2 separate regions of the Mus musculus genome follow, and region 1 is linked to region 2. The links are chromatin contacts, called in public promoter capture Hi-C maps. All regions are on one chromosome and are shown on one strand. Each heading gives the region's core, a stretch centred on a gene start, on an enhancer-like site or on the middle of the called end of the contact. The rest is flanking DNA. Distances are from core to core; before and after follow the strand shown. Region 1 holds the start of Med20 (mediator complex subunit 20). Region 2 holds the start of Polh (polymerase (DNA directed), eta (RAD 30 related)).

What was found. Capture Hi-C pulls out chosen DNA fragments and counts their contacts.
Region 1: a promoter capture Hi-C map of liver shows a contact between it and region 2, with 2.7 times the contacts expected there. The contact joins the promoter of Med20 here to the promoter of Polh in region 2. A contact is called at or near these places in 1 of 39 promoter capture datasets (liver), 1 of 115 datasets of contacts at active chromatin or transcription factors (astrocytes) and 2 of 9 other capture datasets (adipose tissue and liver).

Annotation. Positions count from the first base shown.
Region 1 is chr17:47,609,594-47,613,425 of GRCm38.p6, reverse strand. It overlaps Med20 (mediator complex subunit 20), which reads right to left and starts at 1,841. Exons shown (of 4, transcript NM_020048.4): 1 at 1,734-1,841; 2 at 309-463. The coding sequence starts at 1,747. It overlaps Bysl (bystin-like), which reads left to right and starts at 1,934. Exons shown (of 7, transcript NM_016859.3): 1 at 1,934-2,519. The coding sequence starts at 2,255. It overlaps Gm20517 (predicted gene 20517), which reads right to left and starts at 1,841. Exons shown (of 9, transcript NR_157366.1): 1 at 1,734-1,841; 2 at 309-463.
Region 2 is chr17:46,200,994-46,205,182 of GRCm38.p6, reverse strand. Polh (polymerase (DNA directed), eta (RAD 30 related)) reads left to right here and starts at 2,542. Exons shown (of 11, transcript NM_030715.4): 1 at 2,542-2,786. It overlaps Xpo5 (exportin 5), which reads right to left and starts at 2,372. Exons shown (of 32, transcript NM_028198.3): 1 at 2,158-2,372; 2 at 407-528. The coding sequence starts at 2,262.

The DNA of each region.
Region 1 (3,832 bases), core at 592-3,091, 1.4 Mb before region 2:
TGTGACTCTAGCTCCAGAGGATCTGATACCTCTAGCCTCCATAAGCACCCACACTTGTGTGCATATAGCCACACACAGGGGCACAAGTGCTTGTACACACACACATTTGAAAATAAAAACAAATCTTTAAACAAATAGATCAAACTGCAAACTGACCACCATAATATAAGATGGACCAAGAACGAATGAGGCCACAAACACATCCTGCCTCAGTCAGGACCGCTACCCTTGACAGAAAAGCAAGCAGATCCATTAACGTAAATACTCTAAGCCATGCTCCTCCCATCTGCTCTCAGCCATCTACTGACCTTGGCTGCCCAGGGTAGAGGCAGCTGTGTGGTAAGTCTCACAGTCCACACAAAATGTCCCTTGTTTCTCTGCTCCAAGCATCTCCAGTTTCTTGGTGAGGAGCTCCACTGTCTGCTGGAGACTCTTGCCCTCAGCCACAGGCATCTGGGACACACTGAGAAACACAACGCCAAGTCAGCAGGGTCCAGAGACACAGAGCTTCTGGCTAAGCCACTCAATTCCCCAACAGGTAACGGATCAGCAGGGCTAGGAGTTACTTAGACATCTCTGATCCCCACCCATCAGTCCCCAAGAGTTCCTGGAACTCACTTGGTAGACCAGGCTGGCCTGGAATTCACAGAAACTTGCCTGACTCTGCCTCCCAAATGTTGGAATCAAAGGCATCAGCCCTCAGATGGATTGCCTGACTCTTCCAAAGGCCCCAGGAAAGGCCCTGTCCTGTATCAACTTACTGCAAACAGGGAAACTGAACTCTAAATGACTCTGCTGTGATCTGTCTTCATTGCTCACAGGCATTCTTTACAGTAGGGTAGAAGTATGAGATGAGGCTCCTAGTGTCAACTGTGGCAAGAGCCTTCCTTTCACAGGGCAGACCTGTGGCCCCTGGCCTCCAAGCTTCTTTAACTGGAAAGAAGCACACCACTACCAAGACTTTTAAGTGCTGAGGCCGAGTACTTTAAAATTAATACCCAGAAAAGCACGGTGCCCAAACCTTACCAACTGCCTTTTTATCAAGTGAGACTTCAAACATGTTTAAGATAAAAGTCAATCAAAACTGTCTGAAGCCCAGGCGATGGTGGCTCGCGTCCGTTTCATCCGTGCGCTTGAGAGGCAGAGAGAGGCAGGTGGATCTCTGTGAATTCGAGTCCAGCCTGTTCTACAGAGTGAGTTCCGGGCCTCCCAAGCCTACACAGTGAGACACCCAGCTCGAAAAATTGTCTCTGCCTGGTACTCCGAACTCCAAACTCCCAACCGCTCCTTTCCTCCTACCTCTGTCACTAGCCCCAACACCTTAAAATGGCCAATTCAAAGTCTGTAACTGCAAGCAAAATAGAAAAGTCACTTTCTCCTCGCGCCACTCTTATCCCTTTCTGCGAACAACTCCTAATCTAGAAACCCTATTTCTAACCTTTGGGTGCTAGTAGCGACACTACAAGGCCTCAAGGACAGGAAGAGGTACCAAGAAAAAGGTACAACTCCTGGCGGGTCCTAGGGATGCGCTGCTCCCTTTGCCAAAGGGGTGTGTCTGGGAAGAGAGAAGTCCCACGCAGTGTCCCCCATCCACACAACCGGAAGACATCTTGGTCAGCCCCCCGAGGAACCGAGAACCTCGGTCAAAATCCCTTTCCCCGGGCCATCACAGGCCCACAGACACCTTCACGACCCTATATGCTCCGTCACCACAGAAGCCCTTCAAGTCCTACCACGTCACTCCCATAGCGAAGGATCAAAAGGTGGCGCCTCCAAACCCTCGAACTCAGAGACTCCAGACCTTCACGCGAACGGCGGCCCCCTAAACACAGGAAGCAGTCGTTGATCGACCGCCGGAAATGCGCAAATACTGAGCGCCGCGGCGACACGCCCACAGGGAGCGCCATCTCTGGTACCCAGTGGTGACATTTCTAGAACGTCATCGACTCGGCTCCGCCCCCAAGGCGTCCAACGGGTTGACAGGACGCCCTAGGCTACTTTCATGAATTCTGGAAAAGGGTGACTTGGACATCCACCTTTCTAATGAGATTACCTGAGAATTTGGGGGCTCCTGCTATAGGTCCCGAAGCTCTTCCTGAGAGTAATAGATGAGGAACTTCCGGCCTCCTAACGCTGGGGGGCACTGTGATCTCTCAGTGGCCTCTTGGCGATCGGAACACACAGCGCAAGCGCAGTATCGGCTTTTTAGCCGGCTTCACACGTGTGAACCTGGTGGGCAATTTTTTCGGCCAAAATGCCCAAATTCAAGGTGACACGTGGGGCCAGCAATCGGGAGAAGCATGCACCTCTGGCCGAGCAGATCCTGGCTGGGAACGCAGTGCGCGCGGGGACCCGAGAAAAACGGCGGGGGCGTGAGGTCGAAGAGGAGGAAGAGTATGTGGGACCCCGGCTAAGCAGACGGATTTTGCAGCAAGCCAGACAACAGCAGGAGGAGCTCGAAACTGACCATGGGGCTGGTGATCGGTCAGCACCACCGCGAGAGCGCGCCACGCGGCTGGGTGAGTGACAAGGGGTGGAGTCGTGAGTTGGGCCGGTCTGACACCCCATCAGAATACTTTACCGGCGTGTTCCTCCACTTCCACTCCTGAATTCCAGAATTCAGAGTTAAGCCAACGAAAAGTGATCTCTCACACCAGTTCTAGCATTATTTTATTTTAGGTTTTTTTCGAGACAGGGTTTCTCTGTATAGCCCTGGCTGTCCTGGAACTCACTTTGTAGACCAGGCTGGCCTCGAACTCATAAAGCTGCCTGCCTCTGCCTCCCAAGTAAAGGCGGGTACCACCACCACCTGGTGGTCTAGCATTTATTTATTTATCCTCTGGGCGTTTGAAGTATTTGTGGACTGCCTGCATAATGTTTTGAGCTGTGTTAAGTTTTTAGGCAGTTTTGATACAGAAATAAGATATTCGTTCCTCCTGATAACACCGGAAGTCTAGCTCAAGGCACCCATTAAATAGAGTTACATATTCCAAGCAGGAGTGGCGAGGCTCACCTGTAATCCCAGCACTCGAGAAGCAAGGCAGAAGACCTTCTTGGCTATATAGTAAATTTCAGATTAACGAGCCCTGTCTCTCAAGAGAGAGGAAAAAAGTGATGATATTTCTATTTAAACAAAAAAGCAGATGAACATTAATTCTACATGGTGGGTATCCCAGATTTCATGTCCTTCGAATAAGACCTGAAAAGCAAGTGGGGACTGTCCCTGTCCCAGCGACAGGGGAGGGGAAACAGTATTGTTTACGGGCTAAAAGGGGGAAGAGGGGTGGGTACTGCCACCTGTCTCACTGGGGAGGAATTGTTGTTCACCTCCCAGTTGCTTAATCTTCCATTCTTATTTCTCCTAAAAAGCAATATTGACACATTTGAACATGGTTTTGGGCCTACAGCAGCTTTTTCTGTTTCTTTTAGTTTTTTTTAAAGTAAGGGCTCATGGAGCCTGGGATGGCATCTAATGCTGTAGGGGAGGCTGACCTTGAACTCCTGATCTTGCCTCTGTTTTCCATGTGGTGGCATGATAGGTGGGTGACACCACACCTGCCCTTAAAATAACTTTTTTTTTTTAACTCTGAGACTGAGTCTCGTTAAGTTGTTCAGGCTGGACTTGAACTTGCTGGGTGACCAAGACAAGGTTTGACGGTCCTTCTGTGGTGTCGTCAGGGAATTTCACTTTGAGGCCATTTGTTTGACAGCTACTTCCAGTTTTTTCTCCCTCAGAGTTCGTCCAAGAAAGCTCACATCTTTATATCCAGTGGTCTACCTGACATCTCCAAGTTGAATACTAGTATCTAACTCTAGTAAGATTGCGTCCAAG
Region 2 (4,189 bases), core at 1,293-3,792:
AGCCATCTATAATAATATACAACTACTTTTCAAAAACAAACCAAAAAAGGTTTTCTGTTTCTTTTTAAAATTTGGCTCTTGAGACAAAGTTTCACTTTGTAGCCCACTATATTAGAACTATGTAGCCTAAGAGCGCTTGAACTTATGGCCATCTTCCTGCTTCAGTTCCTCAGTGCTAAGCATTATAAATGCGACCCACCATGCCTGGCTTGTTGAATACTTAGTATGTGTAACACGCTTTATAGATGTCTTAACTGAAGAAAGACTCAACATCCCGAGTTCTCGCCACATGTTAGTGATCATCCTGTTCATTTCTAGTCACTGGGGAAAGCACCTGTGTGGTCATGAAAGGGTTAACAAGCTACTCTTCTACAGGCTCCAATGGTGGTACCTAAGACTTCCTTACTTGACAACATGCTCCAGGATCTGAAGGCCAAAATGTCTGACGATGGCAATTTGTGTTTTTTCAGCCAACTTCAAGCCACATGGAACACAGATAGGGCATTTTTCTTTAAACTCTTCACAAAACTGAAAGAAGAAACATTAATATTTCCATGGGGAGGCATGAGAGAACAGAGACTAAAAATCCTAAGAAAGGTCCAACCTTATCTGATTTTGTGTGGAACTGGGAACCGAACTGTTCACATGCAAGGCTATCACGACCACACTACATTCTCAGTTTTCTCCCTTTGGTGGGTGTGTGTGTGCGTGCGTGCAGTGTTTTCACACAGATGTTCATGGATGATGGAGCTGCACATTTGAGTGGAAGGCAGAAGCTGAAGTTGAATGTCTTTCTCTCTGCTGTTTTGAGAACCCAGAGCTCAGGATTTGCCTAGACGGGCTGGTGAGTCCACTCAGGGATTTATTTTATCAGTCTCTTCCTCCCCTCCACCTGGATTCCAGTCCTCAGCCATAAACAGGCACCAAAAGCTCCACCCTCTATGCCATCTCCCAGGGCTCTTCTGCTTACTTTGTCTGAGAGAGGAGGTCTTACTAAGTCACTCTGATAGCTGCCTGACTTTGTATCCCCTGCCTTAGTCTTCCCAGTAGCAGGGGTTACCTGCTGTCCTTTTAGCTGTATTTTTAAGATGCGAAAATCTAGATTAGTAATACTGACACTCTCCATTTAGATATTAGTCATGTTAATACTAAACTGGATCTAAGAGAGTACAAAAAAAAATGCTAGAGATATACCCATACAAGTTGAATGTCAACCCCTAGAATTAGCTTTCAAAACTAAGGGTGCCAGGAGGAGTCAGTGAACAAGCAAATCTGTGTATCATCTGAGTTTAGGTCACAGGCCTATTCGGGATCACTCTGGTGCTCTGTTTCTTTGCCTATGTAAAATTCTTCACAATCAAAGACAAAGCAAACAGAGTTGTTTGATTCCAAATCCTGTGCCACATACATCTATATGTTGGCGCTTACTCTAATAGAGAGAAGCTCTGTTGAAGGTATTAGCGTTCCCAAATAGCAAAAGCTGAACTAGACCCTGGCGCAGAGAGCACCCGGGACGCAAGAGAATTACTTCCAGGAAACCAAAGTGCCCCGGTGCAAATAAATGCAAAGCCGGTGGTAAAGCTCGTCTTCGCGCAAAAACAGCCGGAGACTATCTCACAGGTATAAACGAGGAAGGAGCGTCACAAATTAGCCCAGAGATGGCCAAGACTCGAAAGATAGAGGTATGTAAGGATGTAAGAAAATGGACACACGGGGATCTAGAATCAGCACAAGTCTGGAGTGATCAGCAGGGAAGAATGAAGGTGGCACTGGGGCAGGAATTTGCACGTGCGCTCCCGGAACGCCAGGGAATGTGGGGTTTGCCCCGGCGTCAGAGCCGGCACAGCCTGCGTGGGTGGAGACCGCGGTGTGATCTAGAGTGAAGAGAAGTGAGGAGTGGGCAAAAAAGCCACTGAGACATGGCGAGGAGATGTGCAACAGTTAGGGACCCTTGCGTGTGATGCAAAGGCAAGCGCGCAGGCAAGAAAAGACTCAAGTGGGAGGAGGTGAGGGCCGCGACCAGAAGCCACCCTCCCCACGGGCAGTGGGAAGATCAAAGGCCGCATAGGCAGGAGACAAACTGAGTTTGGAGAGGCCGTGAGGGAAGCCTGGGATAGGGTTCTCGGGGCAGGCCCAGGCCGCCAGGACCCCAGCTACCTTGAGGGCTTCCAGCCGGTAGCGCTGGGTAGAGCTGGGGTCCATCATGACCGTCACCGCTTTCACTAGCTCCTCGCACAGCGCGTTCACTTGCTCCATCTCCATGGCTAGAGCCGGGAACCCCACCGGCGTCCCGGGAGCACGAGGTTACGCACAGTTCCCCTGGCGGGACCACACGTTGATACCGGGCCGCGGCGGGCTGGGGGTGGGGAAACGGGAGGGAGGAGCGTGAGTCCCAGAAGTTGGAGCTGGGAAGAACCCAGCGCTGCGCATGCGCCGGAGCCGCCACGGCGCATGCGCGCGCGGAAGTGGCCGCTTCGGGTGACGGCCGCGCCTGGCGGGGCGGGGCTGGGGAACGGAAGTTCCGCGGTGCGCAGGCGCGTCAACCGTCCCTCGCGGCGCGCGCGGTGCTGAACTCCAAATTTCCTCTGGGCTTGCTGTGGGGCGTAAACCTGCAGGCTGGAAGGGCTGTTGGCTCGGCGGGAGCCTAGGGCTACCTACTCGGATCTGTGTTATCAGATTACACTCACTTGCTCCTGGGAAGGCGACGACGACATCTAGACGCTGTCATTGGACTCCGCCCGGAGCCCGCAGCTTCGCTCTTGGCAGTTTTGACAGGTGTCGCCTTGGTAAGGACATTAAAACACGGCTCGGGATCGCTATATCGGATGGCTTTTGAAGCCTTGGCTGTCGCTTTTACTTGGGGGTGACTGGGCCGAAATGAAAAGCATGCTTACTGGGAGAGAAGGCTCTAAGAGTGTCTCTAAGGAGAGTTTTCTTGTAGAAAGAGTTTTTCTTGTAATTTTTAAACCTTCCTCTTCACTGGTCCATATTTTCTCGTGCGTCTTACTACACGACCGACTCCCAAACGTGCTTTTGTACAGAATGGGATGAACTGAGATGTTGGAAAACGCATCCCAACTATACCTCTGGGAGGCTGAGGCAGGAGGATTGCTTCCAGTTTGAGGCCAGACTGAGCTGCAAAGTGAGACCCTGCCTCACGAAACAAAACCCATCCCAAATTTACGTAGTCTTTTACGTTTTGGCATTGTGCAGACTTTGCCAATACATAAAAGTACGAAAGGAACACATAAAAGACTTAAGGCTGTATCATCTCTTATCCTGCATATGTTTTAGGAGGTGTTTTTCCACTTAGTAAATTGTTGCCCTTAAATCACAGCTTCGCTTCCAGTTTTACCTCTGATATTTATATTGAATATGGTACTTATCCTGTATTGATTGCGACAATACATTTGCCACCTTCTAGCTTTATCTGTTCCAGTACTACAGAAAAGCCACGCCAGAGCACAAGGACGCCTGACTTAAGTGTAAAAGGTTTCTAAACGTACGATCATTTTGTTTTAGGTGAGGGGCGAGATTTGTAAGGTGTTAATGCTTTGAACATTCAGTATCTTCTTAATTATTTTCTTTACAGTAATTTTGCAGCTTTGTAGTAGTAGTTGCTTGGCACTGTTTTCAATGTGATTGTTTATTTGAAAAATAACTGTTTAAAGTTACAGTTGGGTGCTAGCTCACTCATCTGTATAACCTGTTTCTTGTATTTAAATCATGAATTTCCTGTGTTTCTGTAAAGTATTATTTGTGATAGGCCATTGGTATGCAAAGCTACTGCACATTGGAATTGTCTCGAGAGCCTTTAAGACTGTCTGCGTCATCTCAGCGTTTGGTGGGAGGAGCAAGCAGCTCGGGGCTCATCCTTGGATGCAGAGCAAGTTTTGAGGCCGATTTGGACTACATGGCATTCAGAACCATTCTTGAAAACAAAAAAAGAAATTGCACAAATAGAAAATCACTAAACATCACAAAGTAGTCCTCACAGGTCGGATCTATTCATAGTTGCATAGTTATTGAAAATTTGCAGAGAAACGGGATATTTACATAGTGTTAGATTATCTTCTTCATTTATGTGTGTCTGTGTTTTCTTCCTACTTTCTATGTAACCCAGTCTGGCCTTGAACTTCAAACCTTTTTGTCTTAGCCTCTTGAGTGCTAGAACTTAAGATCTGTGCCA